Regions from separate parts of the Sus scrofa genome. Here regions 1, 3, 4, 5 and 6 are each linked to region 2. A link is a contact called in public Hi-C and HiChIP or PLAC-seq data. All regions are on one chromosome and are shown on one strand. The core of a region is the stretch at or near the end of the contact, and the rest is flanking DNA. Distances in the headings are between cores, read along the strand shown.

The links. A called contact is a pair of places that touch in the nucleus more often than the background predicts. HiChIP or PLAC-seq counts read pairs in DNA pulled down with a chosen protein or histone mark.
Region 1: a contact with region 2 is called in a Hi-C map of embryonic fibroblasts, with 4 times the contacts expected there. The contact joins two enhancer-like sites. A contact is called at or near these places in 7 of 47 Hi-C or Micro-C datasets (adipose tissue, brain, embryonic fibroblasts and 3 more) and 1 of 2 datasets of contacts at active chromatin or transcription factors (skeletal muscle).
Region 3: a Hi-C map of embryonic fibroblasts shows a contact between it and region 2, with 2.2 times the contacts expected there. The contact joins two enhancer-like sites. A contact is called at or near these places in 1 of 47 Hi-C or Micro-C datasets (embryonic fibroblasts) and 1 of 2 datasets of contacts at active chromatin or transcription factors (skeletal muscle).
Region 4: a contact with region 2 is called in a Hi-C map of epiblast stem cells, with 3 times the contacts expected there. The contact joins two enhancer-like sites. A contact is called at or near these places in 3 of 5 promoter capture datasets (fetal liver, fetal skeletal muscle and liver), 14 of 47 Hi-C or Micro-C datasets (brain, embryonic fibroblasts, epiblast stem cells and 8 more) and 1 of 2 datasets of contacts at active chromatin or transcription factors (skeletal muscle).
Region 5: an H3K27ac HiChIP or PLAC-seq map of skeletal muscle shows a contact between it and region 2. The contact joins two enhancer-like sites. A contact is called at or near these places in 2 of 5 promoter capture datasets (fetal liver and fetal skeletal muscle), 1 of 47 Hi-C or Micro-C datasets (embryonic fibroblasts) and 1 of 2 datasets of contacts at active chromatin or transcription factors (skeletal muscle).
Region 6: an H3K27ac HiChIP or PLAC-seq map of skeletal muscle shows a contact between it and region 2, with 5 times the contacts expected there. The contact joins two enhancer-like sites. A contact is called at or near these places in 2 of 47 Hi-C or Micro-C datasets (epiblast stem cells and fetal skeletal muscle) and 1 of 2 datasets of contacts at active chromatin or transcription factors (skeletal muscle).

What each region holds. Positions count from the first base shown.
Region 1 is chr11:52,599,888-52,603,691 of Sscrofa11.1, reverse strand. The region is part of intron 2 of LOC110255835 (a long non-coding RNA gene); the gene reads left to right. Among named protein-coding and RNA genes, the nearest start is that of SPRY2, 440 kb to the right of the region's middle. Within about 2 kb of position 2,146, at least 4 of the 83 cell types and tissues checked have an H3K27ac peak or open chromatin away from gene starts, as enhancers often do. A contact at or near this core is called in embryonic fibroblasts, where this site is marked.
Region 2 is chr11:52,171,724-52,175,078 of Sscrofa11.1, reverse strand. No RefSeq gene overlaps it. Among named protein-coding and RNA genes, the nearest start is that of SPRY2, 15 kb to the right of the region's middle. Within about 2 kb of position 1,373, at least 67 of the 83 cell types and tissues checked have an H3K27ac peak or open chromatin away from gene starts, as enhancers often do. A contact at or near this core is called in embryonic fibroblasts, epiblast stem cells, fetal skeletal muscle and 1 more, where this site is marked.
Region 3 is chr11:51,812,250-51,815,791 of Sscrofa11.1, reverse strand. No RefSeq gene overlaps it. Among named protein-coding and RNA genes, the nearest start is that of NDFIP2, 320 kb to the right of the region's middle. Within about 2 kb of position 2,036, at least 13 of the 83 cell types and tissues checked have an H3K27ac peak or open chromatin away from gene starts, as enhancers often do. A contact at or near this core is called in embryonic fibroblasts and skeletal muscle, where this site is marked.
Region 4 is chr11:51,745,403-51,748,878 of Sscrofa11.1, reverse strand. No RefSeq gene overlaps it. Among named protein-coding and RNA genes, the nearest start is that of NDFIP2, 250 kb to the right of the region's middle. Within about 2 kb of position 1,483, at least 27 of the 83 cell types and tissues checked have an H3K27ac peak or open chromatin away from gene starts, as enhancers often do. A contact at or near this core is called in epiblast stem cells, fetal skeletal muscle and skeletal muscle, where this site is marked.
Region 5 is chr11:51,700,524-51,704,393 of Sscrofa11.1, reverse strand. No RefSeq gene overlaps it. Among named protein-coding and RNA genes, the nearest start is that of NDFIP2, 210 kb to the right of the region's middle. Within about 2 kb of position 1,738, at least 25 of the 83 cell types and tissues checked have an H3K27ac peak or open chromatin away from gene starts, as enhancers often do. A contact at or near this core is called in embryonic fibroblasts, fetal skeletal muscle and skeletal muscle, where this site is marked.
Region 6 is chr11:52,502,581-52,506,472 of Sscrofa11.1, reverse strand. All of the region lies in intron 2 of LOC110255835 (a long non-coding RNA gene), which reads left to right. Among named protein-coding and RNA genes, the nearest start is that of SPRY2, 350 kb to the right of the region's middle. Within about 2 kb of position 1,347, at least 11 of the 83 cell types and tissues checked have an H3K27ac peak or open chromatin away from gene starts, as enhancers often do. A contact at or near this core is called in fetal skeletal muscle and skeletal muscle, where this site is marked.

The DNA of each region.
Region 1 (3,804 bases), core at 897-3,396, 430 kb before region 2:
GTAAATGTTCTCATCTTCAGGGAATTTATTTTCCAAAAACATTAAAAAGATAAATATAATAAACATGTAAGACTATATTTTTTTACTGTTTCATTGTTCATTGATATTTTCCCATGAACTCTCATTTTGGTCTCTGTCCTTTGGTCAGGATAACTTAGCAAACAGGAAAAATAAAAATAATAGGAAAATTTACTGTGCCTGATAAGTATGATATTAAAGTAACCATATCAAAAATTACAACTTGCCTTAATTTTTTCTAATGTATTCTTGCTATGATTGTTTCCTTCAGGGGTAACTGTAGATAGATCTTTGAAGAGTAAAGTATAATGAGAATATTAAGTGAGATAAAATCTCTTAACAGCACTCAGCACAATGCTGAATTTCCAGAGTGTAAAATATACATTAGCTATTGTCCTTACTCTAACTTAGAGCTTGTATATAATTTAAAGAGGAAGAGAAAACTAGAAGAAGCTATACACAAATAATTTTACACATACATATTTAACATCATATTTTTCATTTTATTTCCTCTTGCTGATAGTCTCAGATTTGAAATTATAAAAACAAAAGAGAGGCAGCCTCTATGGTGAGCCTTGTTTTAGGAATTCCTTACCTAATTTCATTTGGCAGAATTAATTCTACTCCTATACAGAGCTACCCAGAGGCTATCCCTCTCTTTCTAGGCTTTCTTAAATGATGGGTTTCCTTGGAGAAGGGGTATGAGACAGTTATTGGGAGGTTACCTCAACAGTTGAGCCGTTTAATAAAAGCGCATACAATTTTCAACTGTTCATGCATAGTTTAATTTTACAAATGCATAGGAACTTCACTCCCAAACTGACTGACTCATTTAAATATAATTCACAAAACTTTATTGAATAGTATTTTTTGAAGCAATAGCAATTATGTATCCAGTTAGCCTCCATTCATTTCTGAACTCAAGTAGAATAATTCATGCTATAAATGACAAAGAGAGGCACGTATAATTTACAACATAGCGCAGTAAGTCACTCACTCTGAAATGAAAGGTATGGTAGTTTCTAGCAAACTTTTTTTCTTTTTTGCTAGAAACATTTTTAGCACATATCTAATCAATTTGAATTTCCTACTCATAGCACTTTGCTAGCATTCATTAAAACAGTGAACCTCATTTGGGCTCTATAGTTTATTTTCTAGGTATGCTGTGGTCTCTGTTTTAGAAAAGAATTGTAATTTTCATTCTTAATCGTGAATGTATAATTGACTACAGGAGGCTGTTGCCAGTCCAGAGAACTCTATAAGCTATAACAGAGACAGGGCCAACTTACTAACCCCTGTGAGCACTTACAATTGTTGGCAAGATCTAATCTGTACAATCATATATTCATTTGCCGAACTATATTTTTGATGCGCTTAGACTCATCTGAAAAACAGGTTGGTTGTTTTTTGCTAATGATGTTCTTTATAGCTTCTACCCAAATGGAATAATGATCATAAAACAAAAGCAAAAATCAATCTGCCTTTATCCAATCATTGCTTGGAAATAATATTCCTAGAACACAATAGATGTTTACTTATTCCTCAAATAAATGGGGTAAAGTAGATTTTCCTATAATCAATGTCCTTAGGGTTATAACAGGAATTCAGAGCAGTGATACTCTAATGAAGTCTTTCTGGCATCCCCATTATCTAAATCCTCTTGGATGGAACCAGAAATAATGATTTTAGAACTTTAATAAAAGGATAGATTGTATAAAAACAGCCAATCCTACCGTAGATTTAAGGGCCACTCATATTATTTATTTGAATTTTCACAATAAAACCCCACTAGATAGGAAACAAGAAAGGTATGGAAACGAAGGCTTGTAAGACAAAGTAATTTCTCAAGGTTATGCTACCAGTGAGTCATATAACCGGTGAGTCACATAACTCATTCCTGAGTACTATTAAGCCTTGACCACGTATGTCATTGACTGAAGAACAAGTCTCCTCTCCCTTCTTGTGGTAAACATGTATGTATCGGTCCCTAAAAATATTTAAAATATCCACTACTTTTAAAAAGTATATTCCACATCCAAAATACCGGTTGAAAAATACAGCATCTCAAATGGCATTTTGTCTTCATCCCAGACTGTTGCTTATGACAGTGATAGAAATTCAGCACTGAGGCTCAAGACAAGATGCACCAGCCAATTAAGACGATGATGTTACTCAGGTTATTACGATAGAGAGACTTCTTTTCATGCATAAAGAGTGTCTCACAAAAGGAGGTTGAAAACCTGGGGATTTATAACACGAGACAATCACGAGTGAGGAGTCAGAGCTGGCTTTTTCTTGCTGCCTCACACAAGTGACCCCTCCTATCTCTGGTTCTTTGCATTATCATCACTGGTTTCATCTCAGGTCATTGTGACAGCAGCCGTATTGGATGTTTTCATACAAACTCTTTCTCCATGTTGACGCTGCTGGCACGCATTGCCATTGACCCTTCCCCTCAACCGTAGCCTTTCTTCTGCACTGGTTTTGTGGCCTCAAACTGAAAAGACTCCCTGTGTATTTCCAAGTAGAGAGCCTTATTCTGCTTAGTTCTATGAAAAATCTCTTTCTTTCTTCTGTTGTTCTCTATAATGTAATGGGAATGGCCTGAAAATTAAGTCTATACAAATGACTTAAGTACTTTCTATTTTACTCATGATTAGTGGAAATCTTAGTTAGACCTAATTTCTAAGGCAAATGCATATGCACAAAACAGCCACATACATATGTGTGTGTGTGTGTGTGTGTATAAATATATGTATTGGTGACAATCCTAAAACCTCTCTCAGGGATCAGAACACACACACACAAAGAAATAAATGGGTAGTATAGTTACATGGTGGATAAATAGGGCCCGCAAACAAATCATAGCATTGTAAGTATAATTTTAAGAATAAGTCACCCAATACCATATGATACTGATTTATTTTTCAATCTGGAGACTTTCTCTCATTCTGATCTAATCGTATTTGCTATTTCAGTTGCTCATGTCCCAGTAAGCATCTCTGTTCATTGTGTTGGGTAAACACAACAGATCAAGCCTGTCCTGTATCTAAATCCAGACAGATACCTACTTCACATAAATCTCTTCTCTAGAAACACAGAAGAGGGAGGTTCTTTAAAATGTCTTATTAGTCATTAATATGCAAAGTGAAATGTACTTTTTTAGCAAAGTGAAATGTACTTTTAATACCTATAATGTGATATTAAATTTTAAAAAAATACTAAACAAAGTGAGACTCTAGGAGTACTGCTCCTTGGCAAAAATAAACCTCATTTTAATCTGAAAACACAGCAATGTCAGGTGCAACGGCCCATTCTGAAACTAATTTATCCTCTTTTCCAGCTATTAAAACATCCCCCCAACTTCTCCTCCTGAAAATAATACATGACAAAGTTTCTTTCTTATCTAATTGTAAATGGAAAGTCCATTCATCACCCAGGTGTGAGAAGGCTTGGCCCTAAAGTGACAGATCTTAAAGCATCTAGGAGTTTGCACTGCGGGTCTCTTTCCTGTCATTGCCCCCTAGGGATCTTGCTCAACACCAGGTGGAAGAAGCGTCAGCTGTTGCACAGAGCCTGGGGAATCGCTGCTCTTCCTTTCCATGCAAATATTTTTTACTGATCCCACTTTTATGAAGAATACCAGATGCTGGTAGCTATGACCTTGGAAAAAGTTGCATTGCTGGTTAAAATAAATATATTCATATATACACACATACACATACATACACTAAAGGACAGACAACTTAGAGGATAGAAAAAGAGAAAGCAAGAAATAGAGAGAAA
Region 2 (3,355 bases), core at 124-2,623:
AACAATTTTCATTTAGAATGGATTTCTGTTTGAAATACCAAGCATCTATAAAAATCAACAGCCATCATCATAGAAGGGAATTGTTTTGTGTTATTTATTTATACTTATATTTTTAATTATTGGTAAGGTCAATCAGAGGTTGGCAGATTTTTCCAGAATATTCAAGGAGGAAAAGACACACACAAAGAGAACACAAAGACAGGCGCAAAAAAAGGCATTTAAAAAAAAACCCAAAAGCCCAAAATAAACTTCTTTAAAATACCAGACTACTTCAGTTATGACACATGCACTAGCTTGGGGTTCCTAAATCAGCAGACTGAAGAAAAACTGCCTTGTCATCAGAATGCCAAAATATATAGCTCTCACGAGGAGCAGATACATGGAGCTATAGGTCTAAATCTAAACTCTCTCTGTGGAAGAGAACACACTTTAGCTGTGTAATAAGCTGAGCCCCTGCACCAAGACATGAGAAATTACACCAAAGCTCTTCTAATGACACGCCACTAAACCCGTTTTCCTTTCAAAGGGGAGGAGAGCACAGACAAGGGACAGTCACTGCAGCAAACAGAATGCAAAAATGAAAAGCTGAAATCAAAAGACCGATGAAAGCATAACATTAAAAAGAGAAGTGTTTAGCTGCTAAATCATCCAAATTGCTTTGCCAAATTTTGACATGCTTGATTTCCTGTAGTAAAAAATCTCCTCTCTTTTTTTTCCCCCTTTCTTTGAAAAAAAAAAAAAAAAAAGTGAGGAAAAATAACCAGCTGTTCCTTGTATAGTTCAGGAAACAAGTTTGATTTATTACTTGAAGGTTATTTTTGAATGAGCTGCTTGTGGCAGCCAGAGTGCAAGAAAAGTCACTGAGGCCTGTCCACTTGAAGGGCTCAAACTGTTTCCTGAACAGTCCTTCACTCCGCACCTCCAACGGCTATTATTGACAACGTGTGACTGGGGCCTTCCAGGATTTTAAAACAGCAGGGGTCCCGACCAAACAATCGGGCTGTCAATTACCTTTTCCCCTGTTGTGAAAAAGGGGCCCAGGACAATGCAACTTCCCAGCGGGACGCCCTGCAGCTCCCAGTCCGTAACCCACTCTTGGCCCCGTTCAGCATTCAAAACCCAGTAAAGGGTCGGTGCCTTCGCTTTTGTCTGTGTGTGTCAGCGCCAACCAGAGTGCCTGCAAGGTGGATGTCTCCACGGACGGAGTTTTAAGTTCTGGCGTGGGCAAGAGGGGCTGCCTGCATTGCTCTCTCTGGTGCTCGCGTTTGTTTTTTCGGTAAGATCCCAACGCACACAAAGAGCACGCACCCCACCCCCCGCCGCCCCTTCTGTAGGCACGTCCTCCGGGAACGCCCAGCCCTCTCCACCTAGACTGTGGCTTGAAAAACTTCCTGTGCGCATTGATGACTCGCTGTGAGGACTGTCCATCATCCCGCCCCTTTGTCCGGCAGTCACTTCCATTCGCATTTGACTGACTGAGGAAGCCTGAGTTATTTGTAAAGAACAACAAGGCTTTTCATTCATAATTTTCGTAGGGGGACAGGGTGCTAATGACTGAGCTTGAATAACTCGGGAATGCGGTATTCAAGGCAGGAAGAAGCCCAACCGACTGCCAAATGAGGGCAGAGAGGATGTAGGTGAAAAGTGCCCGGGTAAAAAGCCAAACAATGGCAGGAGGATTACACAGGTCTGCAAATCCAAAGCGAGGTTTTAAAAGGTGAGACCCTCCGAAAGATGGAAGCGGGAAGGAGGGCAGGGAGAGTCTAACAGGATTTCATTAGCGTTGGGATCAAGTTACATGGCAGAGTTTACAGAATCCGAAACCCATAAAGGGTCGACAGAGGAAGTGATCTTTTCTTCCACTGCTGGTTCTCCTACAAAAACAGAAAAAAAGTTAAAAAAAAAAAGTAAAACTGGTTCTCACTCTCTTTTGGTACCTTTCACAGGTTCAGACAAAGAGAGTTTGTTTTGCAGGGGTACTCAGCTTGGCAATCCAGTCTAGGTTCCAAAGAGCTTGCTTTACTTTCAGGTCTCTCGTCAATTTTATGTATATGCAGCGTAAACACAATGTATAATAATTTTATATACCTGCTGCTTCCAAGGGGGAGAAATTGCACAAATGTCAATTTCTGGCCTAATTTAACTATATAGATAAGTATTACAAATGTTTATTCTCTTGTTAAAACAATACAATTGTAGTCTGGTTTTTTAAATTAAGAAATTAAAAGTATCACATTGAATTTCTTAAGGCACAATTTTATACATTAGAGTATAGAAAATAATCCAGAATAACAATGTTGCACATTTTAATATAATACAGAATGATACAAGCTGCTTTAAAAAAAAACAATGTAACTCCATACATGAAGAATGTTTCAATCATTATTAGAAAATGTTTACTATGTCTTTTTGCTAAAGCATGTCAAGTAAAAGTTAACACATACTAATTTCGGAAGAATTCAGCAAAAATAAATTAGCAGGCAGTAGGATTCTAGTTCTATCTCTGTTGAGTCTACTAGCCCTCGTGGCCTTAGGAAGCACTTAGAGATACTGAGGTCCAAGGTCGAAGTTCAGATTCTGGGCCAGGGGTCTACTTAGCTCTAAGTCCTAAGTCACAAACTGATTCAACAAACATTCCTTAAAATTGAGGCACTAACTACCATCATTGTGTCATTAAAATCCATTATCTCATATCACTCTGACAACCATCCTCTTCTGACCAATGGGAAAACTGAGGTGCGGAGACTCTCCAGTACTTCCCATCTGTTTCCACCTGAGTCCCCAACAAAGGCAAAGGAGAATGAACACACTCTTGGAGCATTTCCAAAACTAACCTGAACGTAGACCTCAGGGGGATTTTATCATCATCATCATCATTATTTTGGCCTTGTGTTTTAAGAATGTACATGAATTTAAGTGTTCCCGCTGTAGCTCAATGGGATTGGCAGCATCTCTGCAGTGCCAGGAGGACGTAGGTTTGATCCCCGGACCAGGACAATGGGTTAAAGATCCCACATTGCCGTAGCTACAGCATAGGTCACAACTGCAGCTCAGATCTAATCCCTGGCTATATCCCCACAAATTCTTAATTAGTTTTTTCCAGCTTTATTGGGGTATAATTTAGAAATAAAATTGTAATACATTTAAAGTGTACAACATGATAATTTGACACACATATATATCATGAAATCATTCCCACAACCAAGTTAATTAACTCATCTATTACCTCATATAGTTACTTTCTCTTTTACTTTTTTTTTTCTTGATGAGAACGCTTAAGATCTACTCTCAGCAAATTTCAAGTATACAATACAGTATTATTAACTATAGTCACCCTGATGTAATCAAATCCTCA
Region 3 (3,542 bases), core at 787-3,286, 360 kb after region 2:
ATTTCTGATCCTAAAACCCACTCGATTATTCCAGATAAAAGGTCCAGAGTTTTATAATCCTTGAGATTTCCCTAGATCCAACTACCCTTAAAGTATGGAGAAGGGGGGGGCAGATGGGAAGGGGGGGGCTCAGTCATTTGTCCCATAATTTGTGAATAAGTAGAATCGATAAGATAAAACTTCAGCAAAGAATAACACATGAAAGGTACAGCGGATCAGGCTAAGTTCTTATAATTTAAACAACAGAAAAGACTTGAAGTCAGAAGCCGGGCTGATTTCTAATAATGATGTTAGAGAATCAAGGACCTACATAGGCGAGGGTGGTTATCAATGGGCTTTTGCAAGAATGAAAGCAGGATGATGTAAGAACCAAGATGTGATGGGGGGGAGCAGGGAGGAGGCTGCAAGGTCGTCGTTGGGTATGAAGTAGGTTGCACTTTTATGAGGAAGCAAGAATGTGAACAGTAGTAAGATCTCCAAACCTCCTTTGTAACAGAAACATGGAAGGGGATAAAATAACTTAGAAATTATCCAGTCAAAATGTCTCTGGTAGGCAAAACAGTGTCCCCCGCAAAAATGTCTACATTCTAATCCTCTGAACTTGTATGTATGCTACTTTACACGGCAAAAGGGACATGACAGATGTGATTATGAGATGGGGGAGTTTCCTTCATGGCTTCATGGTAACGAACCTGACTAGCATCCATGAGGATGCAGGCTCGAACCCCAGCCTCACTCAGTGGGTTGAAGGATCTGGCGTTGCCGTGGCCATGATGTAAGCCAGCAGCTGCAGCTCCTATTCAACCCCTAGCCTGGGAACCCCCATATGCCGTGGGTAAGGGCCTAAAAAAAGCAAAAAAAAAAAAAGAAGAAGAATATTCAGGTGGGACTCATACCCTTCATTATCCAGATGGGCCCAGTGTCACCACAGGGGCCTTAAAATAGGGAGGCAAGAATGCCAGCATAGGAGAGAGATTGGAAGATGCTATAAAGCTGCCAGCTCTGAAGACAGACAGGGCAAGGGGCCATGAGCCAAAGAATGCAGGCAACCTTCAGAAGCCAGAAAAGGCAAAAACAAACAAACAAAAACCAGACCCTCCTCCCTCAGGGGCCCCACAAGAAACACAGTCCTGCTGATACCTTGAGTTAAGCCTAGTGAGACATGTCACAGTAAAAGACTCTCATCATGAAGATGTGTTTTCTTTTTTACTTGTTGCAGAGGGGATAGTTGTAGAAATGAAAATATAAACTGATGTTTTAAAATTATTTGTAGAAGACTGAAGATTCAATGAAGACAGGAAATATGGACACAAGGATGGCCCCCAATAAAATTCAAATGGATTTTTTTACTCTTCAGGAATCTCCCGTCTCCCACCACATCGCTGGCTGCGACATGATCTTTATGTCACTGGCACTTGCCAGAGAGTCCAGCAAAGAGAAAGCTCACTAACATTTGTCGAGGCGGATACAAATAAAAAGAGCCTGTTCATATTTTTAGCTATATTAAATTATTTAATGTCTACTAAAACACTACAAGGTAAATACTAGCATGACCACTCATATTTTTTATATTTAAAAAAAAAAAAAAAAAAAAACCTGAGGTGCAGCTAGATTTGGGAACGTGCTAAAGGCAACAGAGCTGGGATATGAACTCAGGCGTTTGGAGACCAAAGCCTTACTACTGACTGCTGTGTGCTAGTCCTCTGAATCCTAGGCAGGATATCAAGCTCCTGCATAGCCGAGGAATTGAGTAACGACTCACAGCTAGGACGCAAATCACAAAGGGAGCCAAGAAAACCTGATTTCACTCTGCCTCGTTTCCTTTGAACAACACAGGTTTCTATGTGGGAAATAAATTCCTCCACTATCATGTGGTTTAAAATTGCAGAAGTGTTTTTAAAAACATGCAGCTTAAAATGGTAGCCGTTGGTTGCTGCTGTTGTTGTTTTTCCCTGACCCTTTAGGCCTGGAAGGTTGGGAAGGATTTTCCCACACAAGTGAATTCTAGGTCGAGGCTCTGAGTCACGAAAGAAAGCAGCTAGAAATGTCCGTGGAACTGGGGCTGTGTGCCAAACCCTCATCCGGCTGTGTGACAAGAACTGACTTCTTTCCTCTGTGACTATGACTTCAAGACTGTTTTTCCAATTTTTCACAACTTGTTTTTCTTATTATGGAAAACATTACCCTTCTTCTGGGCTATAGGAAGACCGTTTCAATGTGAAAGATTTATCCCACTGGGGGGTGGGGGTTCTGTGACCCAACTTGACATTGGGGTGATGTCACCTGCTTGGGTAGACCCGTGCTCCTGAGAACAGGCTGTCAAAGTCACCGTGTCATGATGGTGCCACCAAGGACATCATTTTTTTCCCACCAAAGGATCACCATCTTGAGAACCCTGGGCACAATCCTTTCTGGTTCTAGAATTAAGAACATTTCTGCTTAAACTATTGATCTGCTTATTTATTATGCACTTTTGGGAGATTGTGGTTGCTTTTTAAGGGGAAGTTAAATCTTAAATCAGAAGAATGAGGCTGGGAAGTTGGAACCTCACTTAATTCATGAGCAGGAAATCAAATTGGGGGGGACTCCCTTTATATCTCTTAAGTAAACGTAGCTCTGTCACATAGAATGCTATATCTCAGAAAAGTGACGTCATTACATAATATAACCACCCCCCCACAATAAGCTAGCCACATCGCACAAACACAGGTAACAGAAGGACAACCACTCTGTCAGACATTTATTTTGTAAGCTTTCTTCAAAAACCAAAAGAGGATAATGGATTTTGGAGTTGGAATTTTCTAGTCTGTCTTAGTCCCCACTCTATGAAGCTATAGCCATTGATTCTGTCACTAGATCTGGAGAAGACTTCACTTTTGTATTCTGAGTTTACTAAACTTCTTAATCTCATTTCGAAGACAACAGCAAACAAATCAAGCTGGCCAGTGTGAATGGAAATCTAAATTATTTCAGGTTTTTGAAGGATCTATGCTACTATATAAATTTGTAGTAAAGTGGAATTCTGTACAGCAGAAAATTTCATACCTTGCAGGAATTCATACATGTGCACAAAGAGCGATGTATGGAAAACAAACGGAAACAGTTTCCACTGTGGCACAGTGGGTTAAGAATCCAACTGCAGAAACTCAGGTCATATGAGGTTCAGGTTCAATCCCTGGCCCAGTGCAGCAAGTTAAAGGATCCAGGGTTGCTGCAGCTGCAGCGTAGATTCAATTCCTGACTAAGGGACTTCCATATGTTGCAGGTACAGCCATGAGGGAAAAAAGAAAGAAAGAAAGAAAACAAACTGAAAACAACCTAAATACTGTGGACTGTGAAACTAGATAAATCTATTGTGGGTCATCCAAAAAATGGAATATTATGCAGCAGTGAAGAATTGTTCACAGCTACATACATCAGTGTGGATGAATTTCAGAATCACAAAGATGAGTGAAAAAACTGTCACAAAGAATATATTCTATAGGATACTTCTTGTATAAAGGCCAAAATTAACCAAAAATTTTAAAGAATGGGTATAAATG
Region 4 (3,476 bases), core at 234-2,733, 430 kb after region 2:
AGGCGTCTGTTTCTAGAGCCTGGGCATCTTCCTGCCCATCAGACATGAGCGTGACCCAGCACAACTGTGATGGAAAAACCAAGCCAAATGGAAATGTCTGAATGGCCCTCAGGAGGAAGTTTCTATCTCTACCGTATCGTCAAGAACATAAACTTTCAGGGGTGGTTGGTATATTTTTCTCTTTCTCTGGAACGTGAAAAGTGAAAGGAAAAAAAAAAAATGTGGAGAAGGTAGAACTGGAAAATTCAGTGTATTCAAGAGACATTTTCTGACAAGAAAGGAGTTAATTGGCAACAATTTTAAAATAAGTTTACATGCATTTTATCTAATTAACCATTTTAGAGTAACAACCTGAATCATTCAGCGTAGTTTTATGATGAGTGATAGACAAATGTAAATAAATCTAAATTATTGAAAAGAAAAAAGTATTAGTACAGGTAGTATAATAATTATGAGTCTAATGTACAGAGGATGACAGCAAAAAAATTCAGTATTCTTTGAGTGGCAGTCAACTAACCTCACTTGTAACATTAGCATCTTTTTTCATTTAGTTTCTTTCTTTAACATGAAGTGACTTCATTTTCTTTATGAATGAAAAACTGATTTTGAACCACTGCTTACCTATCCTCAAAAAATACACTTATAAGCTTGAACACAGACACTCAAGATTTGGAGACATCCAACCACTGCCTGAGACACTCTAATTGACATCTGTACTTTGAGCTCCTCTGATAAATACAGTGATAACATTTCGCAGTCAATGTAGGGGCATGGTCCTCTATAGCCTACATTTCAATGAATGGCAAATAAATTTGATTAAAATAGACATTTAAAATTACTGTAATCAATAAGAACATATGTGGAATATCCCACTTCATTTTATGAGCTGTCTTTACACAACTGAAATGACTGTTTTGTTCTTAAATATTCTACATGAAACCATCACAGTTTGATTCCTAAACCAAAGACGCTCAGAATAATCTTACATATTTATGGGACAGTTTTACAGGTTGACTTGTTTCTGAAAAATAATACGGTAGCATGAAAAGCGGACACGGATTCAGGCAGGCACATTTTTATTGTACATACGACTTCTTCCAGTGAGTGTGTATATCAAGTTTAAGGCCTCTGGTGAATGTTCTCATGTGTATAAATAGGAAGGCACATTATTGAAGAGAATAAGGTTTTTCAAACCTAAGGATTCAAGAGCCTTCAAGTCCAAAAATCATTCTGGGTTGTCAACAAGTCTAGAGTCTGATCCATGTCGGTAGCGAACCTTATATCCCATAAAGAGAGTAAATAGACGTGTGAATTCAGACCCACAGGCACGCACCGATACCCCAGCCCGATGTGGAGATAGGCAATCCTTTATGTCTGTTCTGACTTTGGCTTTTGCAGCTGCTGTTTTCTCAGTGTTGTCTCCGGGGCAGTTTCCTGTTGCCATAGCTGATGGCCTGCCCACGCCTGCCTGGGCCTTTCAAGTGTCAACACTCCCAGGCCTGCTGCAGTGGTCAAATGCTTGTTAATGAGATATAGCAGCTGGGTAGGGGAGAACCACTGAGACGGATAAAGGAATGCCTCTGGTGCAGGAAGCGATGCCTTTTGAATCTTTTCAGCGGGGTGAAAGCTTTCAAATCAAAGAGGGTATGTTGTATTCATTAATAAACCCGAGTTCCCATGCAGTCACATTAAAGCCAGCAGTTTAACTTTGCATCAGACAGGTGAATGCCCCACCCCCCACCCCCGGATTTTACCCTGAAAGACAATGAACAAGAAAACAAGGCTTTGGCTTGGAACAAAGCAGCACTTCCTCATCTGTGGGGCTGACCAGACTGTTAGACAAGCAGGGGTTGCTGCATTCTTTTTCAACTTATCCTTTTGTCCGTGTGTGTGTGTGTGTGTGTGTGTGTGTGTGTGTGTGTCACACACACGCGTGCATGTTTCAAAGCTCAGAGCAACCACTCCTGCTCCCTTCTCCGCAGTCCTTCAGCAAGAGCATTTCTTTTCTTTTCTTTTCTTTTTTTTCTCTTTCTTTTAAAACCTGACTTTCAAAAGCAGAATTAACAGCTACGTGTGAGGGAAAAGATACCCAGGCATGGATGTGGGTCGTATCACCTTTATCTCAGGAGGAAACTATCTGCCCACCCCCAGCCTCCAACCCCCATCCCAACCCGTCTATGAGATGGTTTCTCAAGGGGGCCATGGAAGTTGGCAGCATCCTAAGACAGCTTCAACAGCTGGGAGAAGCCAGAAGGGAAAGAAAAAGATACTTGAAAGCATCTAACTGGGAAAGGTCTAAAGATAGTGTTGAAGAAAATATTATTATTCTTTTAAGGGCATTGACTCAAAAATCAGACTCATAAGGAAAGCAAATAGTCCATGCTAAATAGATCAAAGATGGATCCTCTGCTTTAGGGTTGTTTGAGACCGTTCAGAATGAATGACACCAGTTTTGAAATGGGAATGTGTAACTTGAACCAGCAGAGATAGAGAAATATTCTTGCATCTCCCTTTTTTTTCAACAGTCTTATAAATCAGCTAACAATTCACCAGAGCTATCTGAACACCACAATGCAAAGGCTGTACCTATGTATTATCCTGATGGCATTTGTAACTGCAAAGAAGACTAGCTCTCCCAGGAAACAAACAGAGGGGGAGAGATGCATTCTTCAAAGTACTACAGTTTTTTAAATAGCCACAAATTGATTTTAGGCTTCAATTTTTATAAGGAGGTCTTTAGCCCATATGAGAAGAGAAACAGTAATCCCCTTTATTGGATGCAGGTACCAAGCTAGATAGACACTTTTTTTAAAGGTATGTATTAAAATGTAAATAGATAGGTAGATAGATAATACTGTGAGTAATTCTATGAAACCTTTTTTTACTCATTAGGACCTTAAGTTGTGGAGAGTTTATATCAACTACCCAAGGCCATAATTGATAGATAAATTTTAAAAGAACACTCTTTACTGAGCTTGCACTTGTTATTGTGCCAAATTGCCTCCCTGGTTGGGCTGGTTTTGGCTGCATTGCTCTGACCTATCAGGTACTGTCTGATAAAAAGAAAAAAAAAAAAAAAGAAGAAACTGACCAATCCAGAATATCCAGTGCTGTATCTGCATGCATCTGTGAGTGTGTGTTGCGTATACATGTGTATATTTGTGGTAGGGTATGGGGGTACATTATTAATAAATAACCCAGATCCTAAAGAAAAATGCAGTAAAATGATGGAGCCTGTATTTCCATTAGATTTAGCCTAGAGGTGACTGAGGGTTATGTTATATTTATATTTCATAATTTAAAAAGCATCTCAGGGCTGTGTATCCTGAAGGCACTCCAGGACAGGATCAGAATGCCTGGAGAACTGAGGAGGGAAAAGGGTCAGGTCTGGAAAAGGTCCTTGCTTAGAATCAGCAGAGCATATGCTTCTGGAACGCTTGCTGTTCTCAATCTCTCATCTATGTCAGGTTAGGAGA
Region 5 (3,870 bases), core at 489-2,988, 470 kb after region 2:
CTTTTTCTTTTTTTTTTTTTTTTTTGGCCACTTGGGGCACAGGAAACTTCCCAAGCCCAGTATCGAACCAGTGCCACAACCCCAGATCCTTAACCCACTGTGCCACAAGAAAAGCCCTCTGGGTATTTTAAAGACTGTTTAGACCAAAGGGATAATGAATTGTGAACCCCTAGTCTTACTACTCTGCTGTCACTTTCCTAATTATTTTTGGTTTCACGGTCTCCCATGTCTCGGGTAATTGTTGGATAATTTCTCCCTTTTTTCTGGTACATTTAGAGTTCAGTTTGAGTGCACACCATCCCTTTCCCCCTGGAAGGAATAACAAGAATGTTCATGTCTTGTTTTAACAAGTGGATGAGCTGCCCCAACTTCAGAGTCAGAACTTCGCACTATAAAAAGGGGACCATTATGTTTAACTTTTTGCCCTGTGAGAAAAGCAGGATATGTCAAGCCTCTACTTAAAAGTTTTTTCTTTTATCCTTACGAGTCCCTCTCATGAGCTAATTTCTTTCGTAGACTATGTAAGCCCCTTAAAGAGCAGTACTGTTCCCTGACAAACACACTGGCACGCAGTTAATCATTAATTTTGCATGGTCCACATCTGCTGTCTGCAGGACTGAATATTGTTTGCGAGACTTCCTCCCATTAGTATAAATGCTGCTGTGTGAGGGGCAGTGTGAGATCTTTATCTGAGCTATTATCAGCAGTCCAGACAGAGTATCATGCCTCCCCTTAAGTCCAAGTTACAGAGTTCACAGGGCTTAAACCTACATGAAAACAGTAGTATTTTTTTTATGGCAAAACAACAGCTGCAGAGGCAGACTCAGCAACACACCCCGGCTGAGTATGTGCAGATACTGAAAACAGGTGCACCTCCCCACGAAAACTGTTGTGTGCGGTAAAATCTTTTTTTTTTTTTTAAGCATAATATTCATTTCTTCATCAGATCAAGGTCTAAATAAAGTATGGGAAGCACATGAAGGACCTCAGAAACATGATTAGCTGAAATACTGACTTTAAAAAAAAAAAAAAAAAAAAAAGCCGTAAAGGTAGAACTTAAAATGCCAGAGCCAGATTACTTTTCTTTTACTGCTGGTGAATACGCTACCTAATGAAAGTCTAAGGAGGCAGCCAGCCGTGCACATAATAAAAGTGACTTTTTAATGGCAAACAAATTAAATTATATCATCTCTCTTCGCTCTCTCTCTCTCCTGGACTTGGTCTAGGGCTCCAGCTTTCTACCACTGGGGGAAAAGTTGAAATTAGGCTTTGTGTGGGTGGAGGAGAGGCAGATTTGAACGTGATCCTGTCCAAATAATCTCTTGCAGCCTCGCTCTAGGGTGGTACGTGAAGGCTGGAAAGAGTGAGCCTCCCAGCCCCCGGCGCAGGGGCAACACCTCGTGGCCGCGCTGCCAGGAAGGCTGCAAAGGCAGTGCCCAATAAATGTCAACGTTGTGTGGCTCGTTCAACTTGAAAGCGACTTGCACAAATTTACTTGGAAATTAACACTGCAGTCATACAGAAGGGGGGGAAAGGAACGTGTGTTGTTTCCAGACATAATTGAGATTGAACTCCAACCAATTCCGAAACAAGCGTTACTTTCCGCAGCCCCGGAGAAGCCAGCTGGCCCCGGGCGGAGGGGAAGTATTGCAATCGTGGGGGCACAAAGCGCTCTGTGTGCAGCTCGCAGAGAGGAGCGGCCCTGCCCTTGGGGCTGGCCATTCATCTTTGTGTGTCCTCGTGGCAGAGGTGGTGTGAGGAGGTGTACACAGCCCCTCCAGCCCCTGTGCTGGGGTCTAGGCGGCCCCCCAACACCAGCCACGTGGAGGCATTGCTGACCCAGCAAAGGGCCCCAAGATCACTTTTCAAACTGCTGCACCAACGTGCTGGGGCTGGTGTTGGGAGGCTGCCTAGACCCCAGCACAGGGGCTGGAGGGGCTGTGTACACCTCCACAGATCCTGTCCCCCAAGAGCTCTGAGTAGTTCCCTGCTTTCTGTGGAGCCTGCCTGTGTCCCCAGCCTCTTAGTAGGTCAGCAGTGGCTCTTTGAGAAAAGGAGAAAGGACCTCCAGGGACATGATTCAACCCCATCAGAATGCTGACATGGGCAGGCTCTCCTTGAAGCCCAGCCACGCTTAGCAGCCTAGATTGGAGACTGAGAATTCTCAAGTTATGTAAACGTGGAGTAAAAATAACAATTCTGCTGCTACCTTTTATTATAGAAGTTTCACATTTGGTCTTTTGCAACTCAAACCACCCCCACCCCACCCCCGGGGGATGTGAGGGTGACTGTATTGCTGATTCCCTGGCTTAAGACCTCCCCCCTTGGGTTTTTATTTTTAGCAGGCCTTTGATCCAGGGTAAAACAAGTTATGATGAATGGAATCATTTACAGAAATAATTGTCCTAGGTAGCTTGGCAATATTTTGAAGCTCTAACATTCTTAGTGGTATAGATTTTTCTTTGGATTTGTTTTTAAGAGAGGTTGTACAAGTTCCCAGCAAGGGATTGAAGGGTTTTAGTTATTCTGCTACCATGAGGCCCCCACTCCCACCCCACCAGCAATTCCACTGGCAAAAGAAGGAGCTGAATTTTACTACTGAATGAACTGTCGAAAAGAGAATTGATACCAATTCTGGTGTTCTGAATGTATTTTGCTAAGATGTCTACCTGTTGATAAAACATTTACAAATGTAGGTAGAGGTGGGTAGTCGCTGAAGCATGTATGTCTGCCAAAATAGGAGCAGCAAGGGGTCTGGGTTAGGACGGGCAAAGGAGGCATTAAATCATCTTCCATTTAGCCAAGGGAGATGGGTGGTCAGAGGCAAGTCAACATTCACGAGGTGGTGCAGTCAAGAGAGTCCAGGAAGCAGAGAAGGTGGCCTTTTCCAGCAAACCCATCTGCTTTCCAAGCCAGCGCTGCCAGCGGGAACCCCGAACACACTGTCTGACTCTCTAAATCTTATTGCCTGCATTTTATAACCACCTGTGCATGTGTTGTGCTGACCAAATGAAACAGTGGCTTCCCGAAAGTTAATATCTGATGTTGGGTAGAAGAACGAATCTCAAACCAGGCAGGTGAAGCAAAGAGGAGCATAGCCAAGCTCCGAAACACGTCAGCAACTAACCCTCCAGAAGTTGAGGAAGTTCCCTTGGGGCACAGCAGTTTAAGGATCCACCTTTGCCCACAGAGCTGTGGTGCAGGTCCCAACTGCGGTGCAGGTTCGATTCCACATGCGGAGGTGTGGCCACAAAAAAAAAAAAAAAAAAGTTGAGGGACTGCAGTGACAAAGAACAAAAGCAAAGTTGCCAGAAGCTATAAAAATACCCAGGCAGTTGGGGATCAAATGGTGGACTTGGTGACCAAGACGCAGAGCAATTCCAAACCCCGGAGATCAAGTACAGACAAGCCTTCAGGCATAAGGCCAAAAGGCCATGGCACGCAAAGCTAGCTCTGTCCTCATCCTAACAGGGCAGGGAATGACTGGCAGTGAGGAATGAATCGAACCCATGTGGCTTCGTACCAGCAAAGGCAAAAGGAACGTAGATAAAGGACAGGAATATTCCAAAGATATTTATCATCTATCACTCATTCTCTAGGTATGTCATCCAGTCTTAAGGCTTCATAGTAGTTTTCTATGGCTGCTGTAACAAATGACCACAAACTTATTGGCTTAAGTCAACACAAATGTATTACCTTAAAGTTGTTGAGGTTAGAAGGCTCATTGGGCTAAAAGCAAGGTGTCAACTGGCTAGGTTTCTGCTAGAGGCTCTAGGGGGAAATCTCTTCCCTTGCCTTTCCTATCTTCTAGACGATGCTTACATTCCTTGGCTTGTGGTCCCTTCCTTCATCTTCAAATCATAGCAGCTT
Region 6 (3,892 bases), core at 98-2,597, 330 kb before region 2:
TGTCAATATACATGCGTTGCATTCAGTTGTATTTACCACTTTCTATTTATTTTAAGGCACAGCGTGATAAGCTTGAGGTTTCTAAAGTGACCCATGTCATGTATTGGAGATGTTTTCCACTAACACTGAAACTTCAAAATAAAATGAAAGAAAAAATAATGAAATTAAATTTGAAAATAAAATAAAAAGCAGAGTAGACACTAACAAAACAAGGGGACTTTTACGACTGGAAGGATTTACACGAAAAGGCAGTGGTCTCTGTGGGCCTCTTGGAAATATGCAGCTGTACTGCTGGCTGCAGTCTCTAGTTCAAGAGATATTTTCTGAGTCTGTTGTTGTTATTAATTTGTGGAGAAGAGGTCTCCGTAGAGGAAAAAAATCCAAGATTTTTGTTTCCTTTTCCATCACTCACAGTCACTGTAATGTCAACACCATTTAGGTCAAATTTCAGGCATTCAAAATGTGCAGCTTCGTCCAGCTGCAAGAGCTAAAACTCTTCTAGAGCACTGCAGCCTGACCCATAAAACATGTCTAAGGGTGTTAGTAACAATTAACAGGTGTGTACCTTCCCCAGCCCGTTTTCATAGGACATGAAATATATAAAGTAGTACACGTGGATGATTTCATGAGAATTACGTATAAGCAAATCTGTATCTGTTTTTAGTAATGGATCCCAAATAATTGAAATTATTGAGCCATAGTAAATTAAACCAAGTAAATATATAGGTTACAAAAAGGCACCGCAGCCCCCATGGTAGTCAGTGTGCACCTTGGAAAAGGTCATGGGCTCTGCTGCCCAAGAGTCTGTCCCCAAATCTCTTCTCTTCCATTAGCAGGAGGATTAAAATCCTCTCCAAGCTACCTAATTTATCTTTTTCTTCATATATAAAGTGGAGAAAATAATGCAAGTGATGGATGGTGTTAGTGTGAGAATTCAACATGGAAACAGATATCTGTTTTAGCCCAAGATGAGCAATCATGCAATGGTAGCGGTCATTTTTTAAAACATTATTTTATTATCATTAAACCACAGTCAGACTTCTATCCTTCCACTTCATGTCATCTGGTCTTCTGTCTCCATCTTCATCATGCTCTCTAGCAGCTAATCTATTCACTCCTCTTCTTGGCTGTGAGCCACACCCTTCCTCTGCACTCTGCCAAAACCCACAAAATTAATCAGGTCCATAATGCACTCACAACCTGCCTAAGTCTGCCTCTTCTTTATTCTTCTGTTAGTTCCACTTTACCAATGCCCACATTTCAGTAACCCCTATTGCCCAATGCCTCTTCCCATGTTCATAGACCAAAGCAAGTCGCTAAACAATAGTGACCGAGTCAACTGACCCCAGCTGGGCTCTCGTTGTATCTCAGCAGTTCTTTTATTTACCACTTGTTGACTCCCTGGTGCATTCCTCACCGCAGCTGTTCCAAATATTTCCGCTCTGCTCAAGTCCCTAATCCCAGCCCTCCTCCCTCCCTCTTTGCACATAACCTCACCTCCTACTGAGAAAATTGAAACCATCCCAACCTAAGTTTACACCATTGCTCTCCTCTTCTACTTAAAAAATCTGCACCTCTCTCCCTCGTTGCTTTTGCACTGACTTGAGGAACAGTGTCCTTTGCAGGGAAGCATCATGTTCTGGTGGAGTGCTTTGGGTTTGAAGTCAGACAGACCAAGTTAGATACTCTATGTTGACATGGTAAGACATTGACAAAAAAACTTTTCAGTTTCACACTGTCAATGTCATCGTCTCTAAAGTGGAGATAATAATTTCTACTTCATAAGGAGGTAAAGGATGATTAACAGACTTTTGGCAGATAGTAAACATTTAACAAATTGCAGCTATTATTATTATTTTAAAAGCCGAAACTCTTAACCTGCATTCTGAGCCTATCTATCCTAATATTTATGATGATAATGAGGATAAAGATGATGATGAAAAGGGTAAATAATTGTCTCCATGCCTTTCCTATTAAGTTAGTTGCTCAATTATCTCTCTTTTTTCTTAATTCTTTAACTCAATCCAGTTCATCGGTCAAGTTCTTTTTCTTTAAAAGAAAAATAAAAGACTATCTTCGTTTTAAGCTAAAACCCCATGCCCTAACTTTTGACCAGTATCCTTGAGAAAATTGTTACCCTACCTACCTTGTCCAAATACTTCTTAAAACTCTTCAATATAACTTTTCCCCTATTTAAACTGTCCTTAAAAGCACTGTTGAATGAATGTATGCTCGCCCAGTGCAATTTCTTCAGTCTCCAGTCTCAAACGCTCTTGTATCTCTTACTGTCACTTACCCACATCCTTCTCTGATTTCTGCAACTTTATATAAACCTCATCTCTTCTTCTTTCCCATGTTCTTTACTTGCTATTAATATTCGTTCTCTTACCAAAATGTAGCCATTTTTTAAGTTAAGTCCTTGGCTTTATTGCTGTCTTTTCTCTGAGCAACCTCATTAATTCCCATAGTTTCTCAGAGTGGATTCTCACACTTTAGAAATTTTGTATCTCTGCAATGAGCTTTATCTCTTACCAATATAAAAGTCCCTGTAACCTATTGTCAGTTTGGTATTAACCTGTTGTCTTTTTTTTTTTGCTTTTTAGCTGCATAATTCTAATTGTCTCTCAATATGTACACCTAAAAGGCCTATCAAAATTAAAATTGAGCATAAAAACATGGTTTTTATCTTATTTCAGAGAAAACGGCTCTTCCTTGGAGTTCCTTATTTCTATTCAGTAATCATTTTGTAGTCCAAGTCACCCACACCTGAAATAGTAAAGATATTAAATCAGCAACAATACGCATTGATCCCTACTCTGTGACAGATCTGGATACATAGCTGTGAGAAGAAAAAAGAGGTTCCTGAATTCTTAAAGTGCACTATGAAGGCACACACAGAGCCACTAATCCAAGTGGTATCAATATCAAAAAGGGAGTGCACAAGTTGCAATGAAAATTGTATATAACGATGAGACAGTTATTCTGAAGAGCTAGTAAAAAGGTGTCATTGAAAGTTACCTGAAAGAAGAGTAATGCATGCTAGGGATACAGAGGAAGCCCAAGAACACAGGCAGAAAGAAGTATCTTGGTGTAAGAACAAGAGTGGGGAACTGAAGAACTAGTAGAGAGTAGTTTAAAAGGAAGTATGCAGAAATACAACCTTCCAGAGTTTCTAAGCCATGTTAAACTTCAACATTTATTCTAAAAGGCAAGGGAAGTCATTTGAGACTTCTAAGTGAAGGACTAAGAAGACTCCATATTTATTTTTTGCTTCTCTTTTTTATCTTTTCAGTTTTATTAAAATATAATTGACATATAACACTGAGTATAAGGGGTACAAGGTGTTGATTCTGCACACGTATATTTGCAATATGATTACAACATAACATTAGCACTTCACTTCAATCACATCTCGTAATTACCATTTCTTCTTTTGTGGTGAGAGTATTTAAGACCTACTCTCTTAGAAACGTTCAGATATACAATACAGTACTGTTAACTATAATCACCATGCTATGCATGAAGTCTCCAGAATGTTTTTGTCTTATAACTGGAAGTTGTACCCTTTGACCAAAATTTCTACATTTCCCCTACCATCCATTTCTACACTCTGCTATGAATTTGGCATTTTTACATTCCACATACATGTGATATCACCTAGTATTTGTTTTTCTCTGACTTATTTCACTTAGCATAATGCCCTCAAGGTCTATTCATATTGTCAAAAAGAAGGCAGTTTCTTTCTCTCTTATGGATGAATAATAATTCATTATATATACATACCACATCATCTTTATCTTTTTATCCATTGATGGACATTTAGGTTGTTTTCCTAGCTGGTCTGTTGTAAATGATGCTGCAGTAAACATGGGGATGCAGATATCTCTTCAAT